Regions from separate parts of the Sus scrofa genome. Here region 2 is linked to region 1. A link is a contact called in public Hi-C data. All regions are on one chromosome and are shown on one strand. The core of a region is the stretch at or near the end of the contact, and the rest is flanking DNA. Distances in the headings are between cores, read along the strand shown.

The links. Hi-C and Micro-C count contacts between places; a contact is called where the count stands out from the background.
Region 2: a contact with region 1 is called in a Hi-C map of skeletal muscle, with 2.7 times the contacts expected there. The contact joins the enhancer-like site here to the promoter of RNF152 in region 1. A contact is called at or near these places in 1 of 5 promoter capture datasets (skeletal muscle), 4 of 47 Hi-C or Micro-C datasets (heart right ventricle, psoas muscle, retroperitoneal adipose tissue and 1 more) and 1 of 2 datasets of contacts at active chromatin or transcription factors (skeletal muscle).

Annotation. Positions count from the first base shown.
Region 1 is chr1:159,528,137-159,533,078 of Sscrofa11.1, forward strand. It overlaps RNF152 (ring finger protein 152), which reads left to right and starts at 2,487. Exons shown (of 2, transcript NM_001244578.1): 1 at 2,487-2,636.
Region 2 is chr1:159,586,651-159,591,592 of Sscrofa11.1, forward strand. The region is part of intron 1 of RNF152 (ring finger protein 152); the gene reads left to right. Among named protein-coding and RNA genes, the nearest start is that of RNF152, 58 kb to the left of the region's middle. Within about 2 kb of position 2,246, at least 5 of the 83 cell types and tissues checked have an H3K27ac peak or open chromatin away from gene starts, as enhancers often do. A contact at or near this core is called in skeletal muscle, where this site is marked.

The sequences.
Region 1 (4,942 bases), core at 1,237-3,736:
ACCTTGTGACCCAGTCCCAGTATCTCATCTTTACCCAGAGGAATTTTGGGGGGAGGGGAGAGGGGAGAGGGGAGGTGGGTATTATGGTCCCTCCCCCTCATATCCTCTCCGACAGCAGGAAGCCTTTTCCTGTTCAGCTCTCCCCTCAAAAGCCTCCTTCTCAGTGGCCACCAAACTAAAATTTCAGCCTCCATCCAATACAAACCCCCTTCCCTTCCCTTTTTCACTCTGCGACACTTATTTTTCTACTTATTTATTATCTTGTGTATTCTTGGCTTCCTCCATTAGAATATAAGTTCTGTGAAGGTAGGCGTTTGTGTCTGTTTTCTTCTCTGTCCTAACTCGAGGGCTGGGTTCCCGGTACATAGTCCATATTCAAGGAATATTTGTTGGATGAACTCTTAAAGATCTGATCTCTATCTTCCTCCCCAGTGCTGGGGCCCCATCCTGATAACCCCGGTTCTTCAAGACCTGGGACGCTGCCTGGATCTCATCTCACTCACTCCCACACCTGGGCTCAGTGTCTCATCGGCAGTGCCGATGCCTTCCTGAACCTTCGACATGCTGCCCGCCTGCTTGCAGCTCTGAACACCGCCTGCTCCCAGCTGCTGCCTTGCTCCTGGAATTGTCTCACTGAAGAATCTGTTCAGACGAGTTGTTGCCTGTATCTTCCCTGATTCAAACTGTTGCTGCCTGCCCTGTGCTGCCCCCCAACTAATCTTAAGACCTGCCTATTCCAGTCTGTCTGAGTTAATTAACCTTCTCTGTGTGACAGCTTTACAAGACTGGACAGAAGACAGAACACCCATGATGCCATGTGAATTAAAATACCAGCCAGTGGGAATGAATGACTAAGGGTGGAAGAGTTTACCCCACACCATGATGAATGCTTGAATTCTCCCAAAGAGTTGTTTAAAAAGCAGGTGAAAAGAGAGATTTTAAACATTTTGACACAATTATTGATTTCTGAAAGTAGCTTCTCAAAAGTAGTCTTTAAAGTCACTCTTGTATAATGAGAATATTTCTAGGCTAAACCTTTCTAGTCATATCTTGGTGCGTTGTAACTCATCATCCTATTCCAGACCCCTGGTCAACATCAATATTCTCATTGGCTTCTCCTTAAAACAACAGTAATTTTTTTTGTGTGTGTGTGCCCTAAAGCTGTGGTTGAAGAGAAAGACTCTTGAAGTCTTCTACCTCAAGAATATAAATCTGCTTTTATTTATTTGTCTTTTTGCCTTTTTTTCTAGGGTGGGTCCCTCCACATATGGAAGTTCCCAGGCTAGAGGTCTAATCAGAGCTGTAGCAATGCAGGATCCAAGCCGCACCTGTGACCTACACCACAGCTCATGGCAACACCGGATTCCGCTGAGCGGGTCCAGGGATGGAACCCGCAACCTCAGGGTTACTAGTCGGATTCCTTAACCACTAGGCCACGGAGGGAACTTCTAAATCTGCTTTTAAAACAGACATAGAGCTTTCACTCCTGCCAGGGGCCCGATAGAGGACAGATACACCTTCAGAGGCCAACACTAAAGTGTTTAATTGGGATCCTAGAGAGGAGTGACACTCATCAAGCTTTTTGTTTCTTGGTTGCCGATTTGTGTGTGTGCTGAGTGACAGCACATTTGGAAACACTATTAATAGGTTTTATTTGAGGGCCAAGTCAAGGAGGTCAGTTGAGTACATTGTGAATCGTGGTAGGTCACATTCCCCCCAATTCCCTGCCCCCTGCCGCCCGCCGCCGGCGGCCCTGTGGTTCATAGGGTTTCTGTTTCGGTTTCATTATCTGGCAGAAGCGCTTCAATGAGCTATCCAGAGAGGTTAGAATGGGATTTCCTTCCCTGTGGGCAAGACTGTAGGACAGAAAGACAGCTCTATTCCAGCAGCCTGCAGAGGCTGCATGCTTTGCTGCTTGAACCCTGGTTCTGGACCCAGGAGAGCTGGCAGGCTTAACTTTACCATAGCCCTACTCGAATAGACTTTCGAGTTTTCACTCTGAATAGAAATTCTGTAGGAAGGCAACGGAGTGCATGGAAACCATATCCTATACCAGCGACCTTCCTCCTCCACTCTATTTTGCAGTTGACACAAGAGGCACGTCTAGATTTTCTTGGAGGAACTACGCATTCTAAGTATGTCCCTAAGGTAGGAATTAGGTTTCAAGGTGGAGAAGAGGGTCGGTCCTGAGGTCCCCTATGGTTCGCACTGCCATATAACCCTCAGGGCAACACTCCCTGCACTCCTGCTCCCTGCACCCCATCCTAGAGAGCCAGGCGGTGGGGTGTCATTCAGGCTTCAGTCCCTTCCTCTCCTCCGCCAAAGCAGGACCCCGCCCTGCCCGGACCACGTGAACTCTTAGGGGCAGCCAGAAAGTACCAGACGTGACGCGGATCCAGGGCGTCTTCTGGAAAGGATCTCAACAGCCCCCTCGATCGGTCCCCAAGTCCTGAGCTGCTGACGGTCCCCGCCAGCCACGGTTCTCGCCTCAGCCCCGCCCTCCTGCCTGCTGAGCTCGGCCTCCTGTCACACCTGATTCCAGCTCAGGTCCCACTCGCGCGCCTTGGAAAAGACAACGTCGAGGTCCCGGCAGAGGTTAGGCACTTGGGGGCAAGGCCAGGGAGCGCATGAGGAAGGTATGCAGCTCCTCAGTCTGGAGGTGATCTGCTATTCAAGACAGACAGATAGATGTCCCGGACAAGCGCTGGGAGGGGGCGGGCTTGGGAGGAGAGGGAGGAGGAGGAGGTGGAGCCGCCGGGGAGAGGCGGTGCCGCGGGCGGCGGAGCCCGGCCTCCCGCCCCCACCCATTTCGGTGCCCGAGTCTGGGCGGTGACACAAAAAGCTCCCTCCTGGAGCCAAGCGCCTGGCGGCGGTGTCCGACCGGGAGCGCGGAGGGCGCCCGGGCAGGTGGGCCGCCTCCCGAGGGGCCGAGCAGGGAGCTGGGGCTGCAGGCGCTGCCGCCGCGCTCCTCGCGCCCGCCCGGCAGCCCGCTGCGCGAGTCTAGCAGAGCCGGTGGCCGGCGCGCTGGGACCACCCGGCGATGCTACCGCTGTCGCTGCCTCTGTAGCAAGCACCCGAGACCGCTGCAGAGGGAGGTTGGTGAGTTTCGGTTTGTTTCTCCTCTCTGTCCCTCCGGGGTCGCGGGTTGCTGGAAGGGCGCGAAGGGATGTCTGCGCCCCCATGGCGGCCGCACCCGGAGCCAGGGAAGCGGGAAAGGGGAGGTGCCGCCTAGTGTTTGGGGGGGGGGTGTCTTTTGAACCTGGAGGAGAGTGGCAGGGCCGCAGGGGTCCCGGGAAGGGCAGCGCGGAGCGCGGCGGGGCAGCCCTAAGGCTCGGGGGAGGTGGTCCCTGGAGTTGCTTTTCTCCCGAGCGCGGGCGGAGTTGGGCTGGCGGCTGGGGCTGGGAGCGGCGCTGTAGCGGGCTGGGCCGAGTCCTCGGATGCCCCCTGGGGCTATAGTCCTGGGGAGCTGGTCTCGGGCCCGCGCCGCACGCGCCCCTGGGGTGCACGTTCGTGCGCGCGCGCGTCCCAGCTGAGCTCCAAACCCGCGTATCCTCCGGGATGAGCCCCTCTAAAGACCGTAGTCGAGCTCCTTACCCACTCCTAGAAGTTGCCTCTGTGGTCCATGGGCCTCTCTGGGAAGGAGAGGGGGCGGTGGCGGAAGAGATGTTGGGGGTCTTTTGTGCAGACCCACGCGCTTGGGGCGCCTGCTCCTGAAAGGGCAGCGGCAGGACAAAGCACTGGACTCGTGGGACGCTCCTTGGGAGGTGGCGGTCCCCAATCCCGCCTAGGGTGGGGGATGTGTGGGGGGCGCGCCACACGGTTTTGGAGAGAGTAGAGAAATTGGCAGAGCAGAGTGACGGTGACTTGAAGAGGTGGCGGACCGGGGCGAAGGAAATGAGGCTGCTGGCGAACGCCCCGCTGGTGTGTCTGTATGGGCGGGTGACTGGGCGCATTCCCACATAACCTGGTTTACCTAGTATATTTTGCGTATGCCTCGAGATGTTATTCTATGCCTTCTCGTATTCCTTTTTTTCTGAGGGATTGTCATTGCTAGTAGGGGCTCTACCTCCGGAGGATAACTTGGAGGCTGGGGAGACTGCAGAAGAGGCGGGGGGAGTGATGGTTATTTATCCTATGGAGACAATTAGGAAGCGTTACGCCCCCTCCGCGGCCCGCGGGCCAGCCACACCTCCGCCGCCTTCCCACCTCCCCCAGGGCACTTACTCCACAGCCGCTGTTCTGCCCAGAGAGGATGCTTGGATTTCTCTGCTGCACGTATCTAACCCTTACTGCGTGTATTTCACTGCAGGCTGAACAAAGCTCAGGCTCAATTGTGCTTCCTGCTTGTCAGCCTCTCTCCTCCTAAACGCGTACCATTTCCACTTGATGTCATCACGCAGAAGGGGGTGAAAGGGATTCAGTGACAGATTCAGGTAACCCCCAATGATCTGGGTAGTCTCCTGGGTGTCTCTGGGTCATCTGAGCCACCGGTGTTTGCACGGGGGTTGTTTGGGTGTTTTCTGCATCACACAATCCATTCTTATCACAGAGGAGGAGGAATGGGGGCTGCTGAAACTCCTGGTTCAGAGAAAGAAATTGCAAATGACTTTAAATCTTCCTTTGGAAGAAGCCATTGAGGGCAGGCTGCCTTTGGTGTCCTATAAATTCCTCCTGGTTCCCTTTGATGGGAACATTGATATAATAAATGCATAGGCAGTTGTATCTGAATGTGGGGTTCGGTTGTGTGTCTGCTTTCTTATCTGTAGTAATACATTTTGGCTTCATTCTGTAAATGGGATATCGTTTCTTGAAAAGGAATCCTTGTAAGGCTGATTATAAATTTGACCAGTGCTCAGTCAGGACCTTGGTCAAATGTAGTAACCTTATGAAATCATGTCTCTCTCCCCATCTCTTCATTGTAATGGTGTTTGCAACATCAAGA
Region 2 (4,942 bases), core at 996-3,495, 58 kb after region 1:
TACAAAAGGCATTGGTAGAAATTATTCTTAAAAGGTCATTACTGATTAGTTCAGACGTTAAGTGACTATCAATTGTTGAAAACTATGACGTAAATATTCTGCTTCCCCCCAAACTGAATGTATTTGATGTGATGGAGAAAAATTGCAATAATTCCATAACAAAACCAGTTTAGGACTTAAGAATTGTCTGTCTCTATTAGTTTCAAAAAAATGAATTGGATCTTATGTGGCCTATATATAAAAAATATACTAATAGATCATGACACGTATATATCCCCACACATACATGTTATATTTAGAATATGTATTTATATCCTAAAAAGGTTACATAATTGAAAAAAAAAACTATTTTGAAAGTAAGTTGTTTCTTATCTGATGACCAGACCTTTAAGCTTTAATATTTAACAAGAAAGTTTTTTTTTTAAATAGAAGTCATTTACATGTAAAATTTTTAAATAAAATGAATCATTGCTTTTTATCTGCCCCAGAAATTGTATTTTTACAGGGTTTTTAGCTCGGAGGGTGCTTGGGGAGAGTGGAGAGTGAGCGTTATGTCCTAAACTCTTCATTTTTTTCCCCTTGCAGCCAGCTTAAATGCTTTGTGCACGGTCTTGGATGTAAAGATTTGGACAGCCTCACATTTCAATTTGGGACTCCTTGGAAAGTCTATTTTAATTACTCTTTTAATTGGATAAAAAGAGAGTTAGGGAGAGTAATGTGTGCATTTTAATGCAGGTTTCATGTAGTAAAGGAGGGCCCACCGTATACCCTCTACTGTGTTCAGCACGCTTCATGAGTCTGTAACCATGTGTCTGTTTACAGAGGAGGAAGGAGCTCCAATGAATAGGTAACAAAGGGAGAGTTGGTGAATCTGCCTTGATGCTCTCATCACAGCTTGGTGTTGAGTGAGGAAGGAATTTACAAGGCAAGAAATGGCTGTGGGCCTAGAGAAAGCCCTTATTTGACAATGTGATGACCTAATAATCAGCTCTAGCCTGGCCCCACATAACCCTTTACAAGTATTTTACTGTAGCTTTTCAGAGGTGAGAAGAATGAGAACACTGTTCAGGTTTAATCTCTATAAACTTAAAAGTTTGTGATTCATCGTCTTTTTCCCCCAACCTCCATTTGTCTAGAGGGCCTATTAATGACAATACCTATTTCTTTGTGGTCTAATAATGGACTTGGTGAGATAGAACTTCATGTAAATAAAAGTATATTTCCCAATAGTTGTCTAAGTTTCGTGTGGAAGTTAAGACTTCAGTAGTTAGAAAATTTCAAGATGTAGAACATATTGGCCTCCTCTGTAACCTCCAGACCACTGGCTGCATTTCATTGGAGCAGCATTCCTCAAAAACGTAACCTCCACACAGAAACGGGGGAATCTTTCTCCAATTCCTCCCTTGCTCTCTTCTTCCATCCAATCTCCACGTCCACTTTGTTTGCTCTTCCCTTTTACTCCACCCCCACGGCCTTCATTCCAGCCTTGCCCTCCCTTCCCTTGCCAATTCATTCCCTCTGCTCCAGGGGAGCTTTTAAAAGTAATGCACAATGGAATATTACTCAGCCATAAAAAGGATACATTCTGATACATGCTTTACCATGAACTGACATTGAAAACACCTGTAGTGAAACAGGCCAGACTCCAAAGGGCAAGTGCAGTATGATTCTACTTCCACAAGGTACCTAGAATAGGTAGTTCATTGAGACAAAGCACAGAATAGAGGCTACCAGGGGCTGGGGGGACGGAAGTGTGGGGAGTTCCTGCCTAATGGCTACCGAGTTTCTGTCTGGGATGCTGAAAAAGTTTTGGAAATAGATAGCGATGAGGTTTACACAACATTATGAATGTACTTAATTCCACCGAATTATACACTTTAAAATGGTTAAATATAATGGTGATACTGCAGTTATGATTGGGATGCCTCTCTTCGAAGTTTTCACAAGCCCTGTCACCTAGTGGGTGGAATCCAGGCTCCGAGTAATAGGAAGGGAGGGGCAACTGTTCTGTTCCTTGGAATCTCACGTCTTCCATGGGGCCCTCGGCCTTTCTCAGTGCTGTGGATTGGATGGAGGAGGGACAGGCCCTGCTTTGGCTTGTGTGTCCATCCCCCCCCGCCCTCCCCCCTCCTTGGGGGCCTGTGTTATGCCCTGTTCCTGCTGCCACCTAGTGACCTGGCCTTTCCCAGCCTGTGGGGACAGCTGCTCTGATCATTAGGACCAGAAGGGGAAGGAGGAGGCAGTGCCGTTTGGCTTTGGGGCCCAGATGTTTCCTCTGGTCTCACTTTAGAACAGTGTGGCCAAGGTCATGTTTTAACCCCCACTTGTTTCGTCATCTGCTTCTCTGTAGAGCTCAGAGCGTGAAGGGAGGGACTATGCCTAGCTGGTTGGTTAGTTAATACTGCTTCAATCCCACTGGCCTGTGTGGCGGCCTGAACTTCTCTTTCTTGCCTCGTGGGCTATGGATTGTACCTGGAAGAGCCAGCCGAGTGGCAGGCACCATTCTGAGTGCTTTAGGTGTGCACACATATTTCAGTCTGAACAACCTGTGAGGTAGGTGCGGTTATGGTCACCTTTTACAGAGACATTGGATCACTTGCTGGAGGCTCCAGGTCCCTATCCCTATTTCTGCTACATCAAAAATTCTGTGTTTTCGCATGTGCTGTGTCCTCATCCATAAGTTAAAATGCCGGCTTTTCCTGAAAAATCTTTCCTGGCTTTTTTTTCCATTCCTATCCGACACCCCCCCCCCACCCCCGCCCCCTGCATTGGGACCTTATGGGCGTGGTTGTCTTTGCAGAGATGGGCCTCATCTTTTTCTCTTTCGATCTCCCTGACTTAGAACAGTGCCTCATACTCAATACGTATTTCAATGAATGCATTTGTGGTAGGTATTTGTTACTCTAGGCTTTTCTCTGTGAATCGAATAAACACCTTATTTCCAAAAATCATGGTCCTGGGGCTTCTGAAAGTGCCCTCAGAACATTGCTACTTTCCCCTAAATCAAAACCCATAGGTAGGATTTTAAATGCAAAAACAAATTCAAATTGAAAGCAGAGCAGTGGCTGCAGGGGAGTGGGGTGGAGGAAGGAAGGATGGGTTGGATGAGGCACAGGGACATTTGAGTGGTGGAAAAAGCTTGATTGGCACAGTGGTTACACAGCCACATACATCTGTCAAAACTCATTGAACTGTACACTTAAAAGATGTGCATTTTATTATTGATACATTTTACCTCAAAGTTGACTTCACAATAAATATAAGAATGCAAAAAGAAAAATCTTTTGGATTTATTGTTTGGTTAGGAAAGCTGCATTAATGATTGATGGCTTTGGTTGCAGCACTGTTCAATATCTAGTTTGGGGGGTTTATACTTTTTTTCTTTTCTGCTCACCTTGCCTAAATGGAAAATCAACCCTCATTGAGTTACTGCCGCTGGAAGTAAGAAAAAGCAGAAGTGATGAGCAGACTGACAGTTGACTCCCCATGGCGCTTAATTTTAGTACCGATGCCTTTAGGAATTCTTTGCAACTTCAGTTTGAGGCTTAACTCGTGTGATGAATCATCGATATTAAGGGTAGGTAGGGAGATGGAAGCAAAAAACACTTTCTGCTCAGAGAAAATAAGCTCATTGATGGCTTTTGAATAAACTTATTTAAAGAGAGCTCCATAGAACTCACCAGGGTTTTAACGTGCTGTTCTCTTTTCAGCTCTTTAATATAGAATGTTCTCCAGGTAACTTGAGGAACTCTTAAGGAATATATAAATTTTTTTAGTGTGTGAAAACAGGCGAGTCTTAACAATTGGGTTTTTTGTTTTTGTTGTTGCTTGTTTGTTTTTAATTTGAGTCAAGGCTTTCCTATCCTGTATTTCCTTCCAGCCTTAAAGTGTTCAAAGTAATGGAGCTCTCATCGTAAATCATACTATTCTGTGGCACTTTGAAGGAATGCTCTCTGTGTTTGGGAAATGTACCCAATGTCCCTTCTTGGTAAAGGTGAACCATCAGAAGATGCTTCTATATAGGGCTGAGATCAATCTGGCCAAATTGAAATTTGTTGAGCTGCTGCATGACTATGAAGATGAACACAAGAATTGTATCCAAAGTTCAGATTGCCAGGAGGCATTATCACAGTGTCTTTGTCAGTTCCATCAGGTTCCTTTCATTTGGAGCTGTCTTAATGAATGCTAGAATCATTGCTTCTTTTGTTGAAGTGGTGAATCCTTTAAGTGTGAAGAAAAAGTTTGGAACACTGCTTTTATGTTCTCTCTAATGGTCTTAGTACTTGGTGGTGGGACAGGCAAATGTTGGCCATTGTTAGTGTCCTTTGCTCACCTCTTTCCTCCCAGTGTTTGATCCAGGCCCAGGAACTTCTGCATGCCATGGGTGTGGCCAAAAAAAAAAAAAAAAAAAAAAAAAGATAACTCGTTTAGAGCAATAAGCTAATCTGAGGATAGTTGTCTCTGGAGTAATATAGCAAATTTAGGGGATCAAGGGCAGAGCTGGTGAGAAATGAAGGAGATCTGAGGGCAGTAAGTGATGTCCTATTGGCCAGATCCCAACTGTGGCCTGTTTCTGTAAAGGCAGTTTTATTGGAACACAGCCGCTGCTGCTCTTTGACGTATAGTCTGACTGCTTTCACACTTTGGTGGCAGAGTTGAGTATTTGCGAAAGAGCCTGCATGACCTGAAAAGCTGAAAAGCCTAAAAGACGTACCATCTGCACTCTTACAGAGAAAGGTTGTGTGTTCCTGATGTAGATAAAATATACTGGGAAAACCTTAAAAAACAAATTGCCTTAAGGTTTCAGTTTGTGCTGGAATTTGTGGTTGGGTAAGAAATAGGAGTGGGGGATGCATGTGTGTAGTTCATATGATGAAAATGCAAATATTTACATAGGGACTTTGTTTAGGGCCTTGAGGGTCTCTGTTCCCTGCACATAAGA